2 separate regions of the Arachis hypogaea genome follow, and region 2 is linked to region 1. The links are chromatin contacts, called in public Hi-C maps. All regions are on one chromosome and are shown on one strand. The core of a region is the stretch at or near the end of the contact, and the rest is flanking DNA. Distances in the headings are between cores, read along the strand shown. Region 1 overlaps LOC112729337 (a long non-coding RNA gene). Region 2 has its middle 15 kb from the start of LOC112727751.

What was found. Hi-C and Micro-C count contacts between places; a contact is called where the count stands out from the background.
Region 2: a Hi-C map of leaf shows a contact between it and region 1, with 2.1 times the contacts expected there. The contact joins two enhancer-like sites. A contact is called at or near these places in 2 of 8 Hi-C or Micro-C datasets (leaf and an unstated tissue).

What each region holds. Positions count from the first base shown.
Region 1 is chr12:94,813,962-94,817,343 of arahy.Tifrunner.gnm2.J5K5, forward strand. It overlaps LOC112729337 (a long non-coding RNA gene), which reads right to left. Exons shown (of 4, transcript XR_011869173.1): 4 at 2,877-3,127. Among protein-coding and RNA genes, the nearest start is that of LOC112729337, 3.0 kb to the right of the region's middle. Within about 2 kb of position 1,635, at least 3 of the 3 cell types and tissues checked have open chromatin away from gene starts, as enhancers often do.
Region 2 is chr12:94,912,185-94,915,566 of arahy.Tifrunner.gnm2.J5K5, forward strand. It overlaps the pseudogene LOC112727750. Among protein-coding and RNA genes, the nearest start is that of LOC112727751, 15 kb to the right of the region's middle. Within about 2 kb of position 1,652, at least 3 of the 3 cell types and tissues checked have open chromatin away from gene starts, as enhancers often do.

The sequences.
Region 1 (3,382 bases), core at 385-2,884:
TTAATAATTGTTAATTTTATAATTATTTAATTTATACCAAAAACTCATTCAATTAGCAGCCCAAAAGGCTAAGCGCTTGGAATAAAAATATAATAAATATTTTATTAATTATCATGATAGTTATAAATTAAAAAAAAATCTAATACTATATTTTTTATGAGAATATTTTATTAATGAATATACGTTAATTATAACTATGAAAAAAATTTAGTATATATCAGTTTAATGGTAATATATATTATAAATAAACTCTATTAATCTCTAGAGACACTGAAAACAGGGACATTGATGGATAGAAACACAAAATTTTGTATTTTTGTATTTTGTTTGATGATAAATTAGAATAAATTATAAAAATTTAATTTATTCTCATTTTTTTTCATTCAAAAAAATTGAGATGAAAAATATAATAATAAAAAAATATAATTATGAAAAATTAACAAAAATAATGAAAAAAGAATGAAAAATAAGTTGTGTCATTTGTTAGTGTTTTCGTGTTTTTCTTATCAGGATGGACACAAAATACACTAATTCAGTGTCTCTAGACACACTGTCTGTCTTTGTCCATATCTCCTCTATCAAACATAATTTTATGTCTCTGTGTCTACGTCTTAGTGTCCTATCACTGTAAACAAACGCGGCTAATAGAATAGAAGAGCTGAAGAGGAAAGTAAAAAATAATGAAGTGAATCATATCATGGATTCATTGGATTGCTTGGGATTTTTCTAACCGATGAAACAGAAAATTAGAATAAGAAAATTAAAAGAAAATTTGATTTTTTTTTGTCCCTTGTTATATATATTTTTATATATCACAAAAGGTCAAACAATAAATCACATGGTACATAACTATTTTGCTCCTGAACTGATTATATTTCTAAATGTCTCTACTTATCGAAATTATTTATGTCTACTTTCTCTCTACATCACAAATTGAATAGTGCAGGGAGTAGCACCTTCTTATTCTTTTATTGTTTTTTTTTAATAGTATTTTTTAATTTAATAGACCAAGAATTAATTTATTATAGATCAAAATTTCATTTAAGAAGTTATCACTAACTAATGAATTGTTATATATATAAAATGTGATTTAAATTCTCAACACTCGTTTTGATAGACTAATAAGTTAATTTTTACACCAATCTAAGTTGGTTCTTTCTTTTATATTGTTATTTTTCAGTTTTTCGTTAAAATAAATGAGACAATTTCAATCCTAGATATTACTTCACAAATTCACACACTCATCTTTTTTTTTTTTTGTTCAGACACCCATCCTTATTACACACACATACAATTATATAGGTTTCTATATTCCGCTGCATGGGTTAATCCGGTATTTCCTACTGCTTTTGGGTTGTGATGTGTATATTTTCTTCGGTCCGAATAACGTGGTTTATTTTTCGGTTTTTGGGTCTCTTTTGCCATGACCCTGTCCTGTTTTATTTTTGGTGAAATGACTCCGTCATGTGTATCTTTTTATTGCTTTGGTCCTTGACCCTCATGGTTTTTTTGGTCTTGGACCCTGTCATTTTTAAGTAGTGCTTAACCTTTTGATTTTGGGCTACTTAGGAGTTATTGGGTTGTATTTGGGCTTTCCATTATAGTTATTATTGGGTCTTCAATGTTGAGTCCAACTTTTATCTTACCTAATTGGCTAATTCATGACCCTAAAAAATAAAAGGAGGGGGGGCGGTCCATCTCTGCAAGACATTCTCCAATCTCCGTCGTTAATAAACTAATATTAAGGATGTTACTGAAATGTATAAAAAAAAAAAAAACAACAAAAGAGAGAAGGAAGCAGAATTCTAAGTTTGACCATCTTTTTTTTTTATTTGGTCGCACCCGCATTTGTGGTTACCCAATTCAGACGAAACGGGTTGACTACTCAATCTGTAACGGGTTGGATCAAGTTCGGGTTACGGATCAATTTTATTCAACATCTTGCTCTCTTGATAATTGATATATATATATATATATATATATATATATATATATATATATATATAATGTCATTAAATTAATAATTCAATTTATTAATAATATATAAATAATATTTTATGCAAGTTGAGTATAGTAAGGTCAAATTGAGATGTTTAAAGTGTATAACAGATTCGAATTAAGGTGTTTAAATCTATAAATAGAATTAAGATGGAGTTTAAACTTTATTCTATTCATTGCCACTCTAAATTAATAATGTTTAAGACTTAGGAGTGACATCCACTTCCTAATTAATAATGTTGTCACTATTCTATTATATGTTATTTTTAAATTATTATTATAATATTCTTTTTATCACTACTAGGAAAACTAAAAGAATGAAAAATGAAAAGTAATATTATAGACAAGTCATATAGGAGGAAAATGACTTTTAATCTCTTATAGTAGTTTTTGAGATTCATGAATTTTATCCAATTTGCTCTTTCAAATTCTAATTTCATTATCGTAGTCCCCTAAATTGAACTTGGGACACCATACTATAAGAAAAAATCAATTTTTCTACGCTTTTAAAGTATGGCGAAAAATTAGAAAAAACGTAGCAATAATTTTTTGCCACGCTTTTTGAGCTACCGGCATGCTTTTGAAAAGGTCATATCTGCAAGTGTGCTGGTTGCTCTATCGCCACGTTTTTGGTGACCTATTCTCACGCTTTATTTTTTGCCATATTTTTATAGATTGTCACGCTTAAAAGTATGGCCGTATGTGCCAGATATGGCTACGCTTTTAAAATGTGACTGTTGTTGACTACTATACAATATGATCACTCTTTTAAAGTGTGGCTATAAGTTTGTTTAGTAACCTATTATTCTTTTTTAATCTTCGTAATAAAACCTTACAAAATTCATAGATAATTTTAAAATTTAGACAATGACCAGTAATTTTAAATCAACTAATCCAACCTTCATAAACTTGTCACCAAAAAGTGTGTTTGATCACATGACATGCTCTAACAAAATACCAAAAATCAAAGTCATAACAACTACCCATGAATTCCTAATACATGAATTACAATTCCAACAAGTATTACATTATTTACTTCCTTTACATACTTCATTACAAAATATGAAACTTCATGATTACTGATCATCCATTGTGAGCAAAATTTTTTTTACCACTGCCCTGCATAATTCTAAATATTGTTGTGTTAGTGCATTTTATATTTTAATTGGACAAGAATTGCTAACTGATGAAAGCAACAGTAAGAAGTGATATAATATTTAGCAGTGAAAATGCTATGTAGGAACACTTATTTTGGACAGAAAATATTGTATTGATTATTTATTGCAGAGATTAACAAAAGCAATCATTGGCATATTCAATAGTGACTAAAAATATTCTTCATGTCCTTCATAAAACAAATATACATTTAAGGGTCAGTTTCACA
Region 2 (3,382 bases), core at 402-2,901, 98 kb after region 1:
TTCTGGTTGCTTGTGCTTTTGGTTCTGGTTTTGCTTCTAATTCTATTGTTTCTACTTCTGCTTCTGGTTGCTTGTGCTTCTAGTTCTGGTTTTGCTTCTAATTCCATTGTTTTTGCTTCTGCTTCTGGTTGCTTGTGCTTTTGGTTCTGGTTTTGTTTCTAATTCTATTGTTTATGCTTCTGCTTCTAGTTATTTTTTTTTTTAAATATTTATTACATTGTTTCATTGTTGTTGCTGATGCTTCGATGAAAAAGAAGAAAAAAGAAGAAGAGATGATGTTGGGATGGAGAAGAAGAAAAAGAGGAATAGAAAATGAGGATTTTGGGGAAGAAGGGGAATGATATTTTGGTTCGAAGGACGATTTTAAACTAGGTTAAACCTTAGGAATGTTTTTGTAAGCAAAAAAAAGTTAGAGACGAAAAAAATTTTCAACCCATATCTTAGGGACTAAAATCGTACTTAACCCTTATTATGTTATTTATGTAATGTTTTAAATATGTCATGTGGTTTTTTTAACGATGTTATGTTTAATTAGGTTATTTTAAAATTTATTTTTATTAGTGTGTAATATTTTTATGGTATATAATTATTATTTTTGTAATTTTTACAATTTAATTAAAATTATTTAAAATAATTAAAAATAATTTTATGATATAATTTAAATTAAAATTTAAATTAAAATGAGACCCAACATTGGAGTAATAAATCTTATATTAAATTTTAAATCAATTTTTATAATATATAATTTTATAAATATTTATATGATATTTTATAAGATCTAAAATAAAATTAAACTAAAATTAAGCATCATAGATGCTAAGATATTTTTATTAAAGAGTTAAATATTTGGAGTTTTCAATATATTAGAGTTTATTCCGTGTGTTTTACAATTTTATCAATATTTGATTTAATTATTCATTTTATAAAAAATATAATTCTTAACATATAATTAAATATAATATATTCATTTTTCATATATATTTTTTCTAATTTTTATATTTTTATTCATTCATGACAGTTATATAAAAGCAATTTGTTTTTATATATAAAAGCAAATTAGTCACCAAAAAAATATATAAAAGCAAATTAAAAAAAATAAATTTATTAAGATGATAGAAATTAACATTTTCATAAATACCAAGATATACAAAAAATTAATTCGATGGTGACATTTTAAATTAGAATAGTAGGAAATTATAACTTATTAAGCAGCGTATATAAAATAAGAAATTTTTTAATAAAAAATAGAATTAAGTAAAAAATGACAATTTTTGATAAATTTATAAAAAATATATATTATACATGATAAAACGTTTTGGTAGCTTTTTTTCTTACCAAAAGAAATAATTTTTATGCCATCGAGTTATAACTTAAATGACATAATTTTTTCATACTCACTTATAAATTGCTGATTCGAATCTCACTCTTAAATTTAAAAAAAAAATTATTTTATTTGATATAATTTTACCATATAAAAGTATTGTATTTATTATTTAATTAAAAGAAAGAAAAAGAAGTTAAAAATAGTGGAGGGTCAAGTGGGAAGTATGAACGGAGATTAACAAATAATAAAGTGTTTGATGCAGAGTTCGGTCAGGCTGCCCGAAACCGCGGCGGGCTGGTCCAAAGTCCAAACCACGAGGCAACTCACAATATTACTACTCACTCATTCATCAAATCTACACCTTCCCTCTTCCCACCAAACTCAACTACCATCCCCCACCACCACCGTGCACGGCGGCGTGTGGTGGAACTTCGGGATCACCTCTCTGCTAGTTTACAAAGAGCTGATCATCAAGTTCCGGAGATCGAGGAGAGGTAAAGAGAGAGAGAGTGGGGGAAAATGGGTCAAAGCCATAGCTGCACCAATCATCACCACAACAGCCATGAGAAGGGTAGTGTTGCTGCACTGTTTGGTGCAGTTGCCGATGGTGAGTTGGAGATTGTTGAAGCTATGTTGAAGGAACACCCTTCTCTCTTAGAACACTCCAATGGCCGTGCAAAGTTGTCACTTCTTCATGTAGCTGCTGCCAATGGGAGAATCCAGGTTCATTTTTCTTTTTATTTTCTTGTCTTTTGTTTTGTTCATTGGTTCTCATTTATTTGTTTGTTACTTAACTTTATTTTTAATTTTGATTTAGGTTCTTTCTATGTTGCTGGAGCGAGATGTTAAAGCAGACATCTTGAACCGCTATAAACAGGTTTGTAAATTATAAGTTATTTTTTAATTTAATTTTTTTTATGATCCTCACATTGAGTAAACAAATAAGGTTTCTCGTCCTCCTTTAACTAAGTGTGGAGGAGTCAATTCTAGTCTTGGTCAAAAAACTTTGAATATCCCAGTCAGGGATCAAATAAAGTAAGCTCAATGCGGTGTTTAAGTCATAGAGTTCAGGATTGATGGTTTATGATGATTTTCTAGTTGGAATCTTTTTATGAATGTTGAAATTTCGAAGATTTTATTTTGATTCTGATTCTTTTTTGTTGCGTTTTGCTTGTAGACTCCATTAATGTTGGCTGCGATGAATGGAAGGACTGGTTGTGTAGAAAAGCTTATTCAAGCTGGAGCTAATGTATGTTATGCTTTATTACTTTATTAGTTTTTTTTTTTAAAGAAAAAAAAATTGAAATATAGTCTATGTTTGGATTAGTTTATATTAAAACGAATTAATTTTTCAGGCGAAAGATCTTTGTTGAGAATTTTGAGAGAAAAGAGAAGAAAAGGAGAGATTGGGACTAAATAAGTTAATACGAAATCCCTTGGAGTGGTGGTGATCTTTTTTATCATAGGATAGATTACACAATTGGATGAATGGTATTAATTGTGTGTATCGTTTCAGATATTGATGTTTGACTCTTCGCGACGACGAACATGCTTGCACTATGCTGCTTATTACGGTCATGCAGATTGCCTTAAGGCTATTCTTTCTGCTGCTCATTCCACACCTGTTGCTGATTCATGGTTAGATTCACTTCTCTCTCACTCTCCGTTTCATATCCCTCAAATTCGGGTGCAAAATAAGACAAACATGAATGTCACTAAATTTAGAATTGCTCAAATGTTGCATTGTCAGGGGATTCGCCAGATTCGTGAATATAAGAGATGGAAATGGTGCCACCCCGCTGCACCTTGCTGCTCGTCAAAGGCGGCCTGAGTGTCTCCACGCCCTTTTGGATACTGGGGCTCTTGTTTGTGCTTCAACTGGTGGATATGGGTAATTATATTGAAAGTTATATGATTAGTATATATCATAGGTAGATGTTGGCGATTTTATCATTTGTATTGTATCATTGATCAAGGTTTTCTGCAGTTACCCTGGGAGTATGCCGCTTCATATGGCTGCCCGTGGTGGCTCCATGGACTGTGTCCGGATGTTGCTTG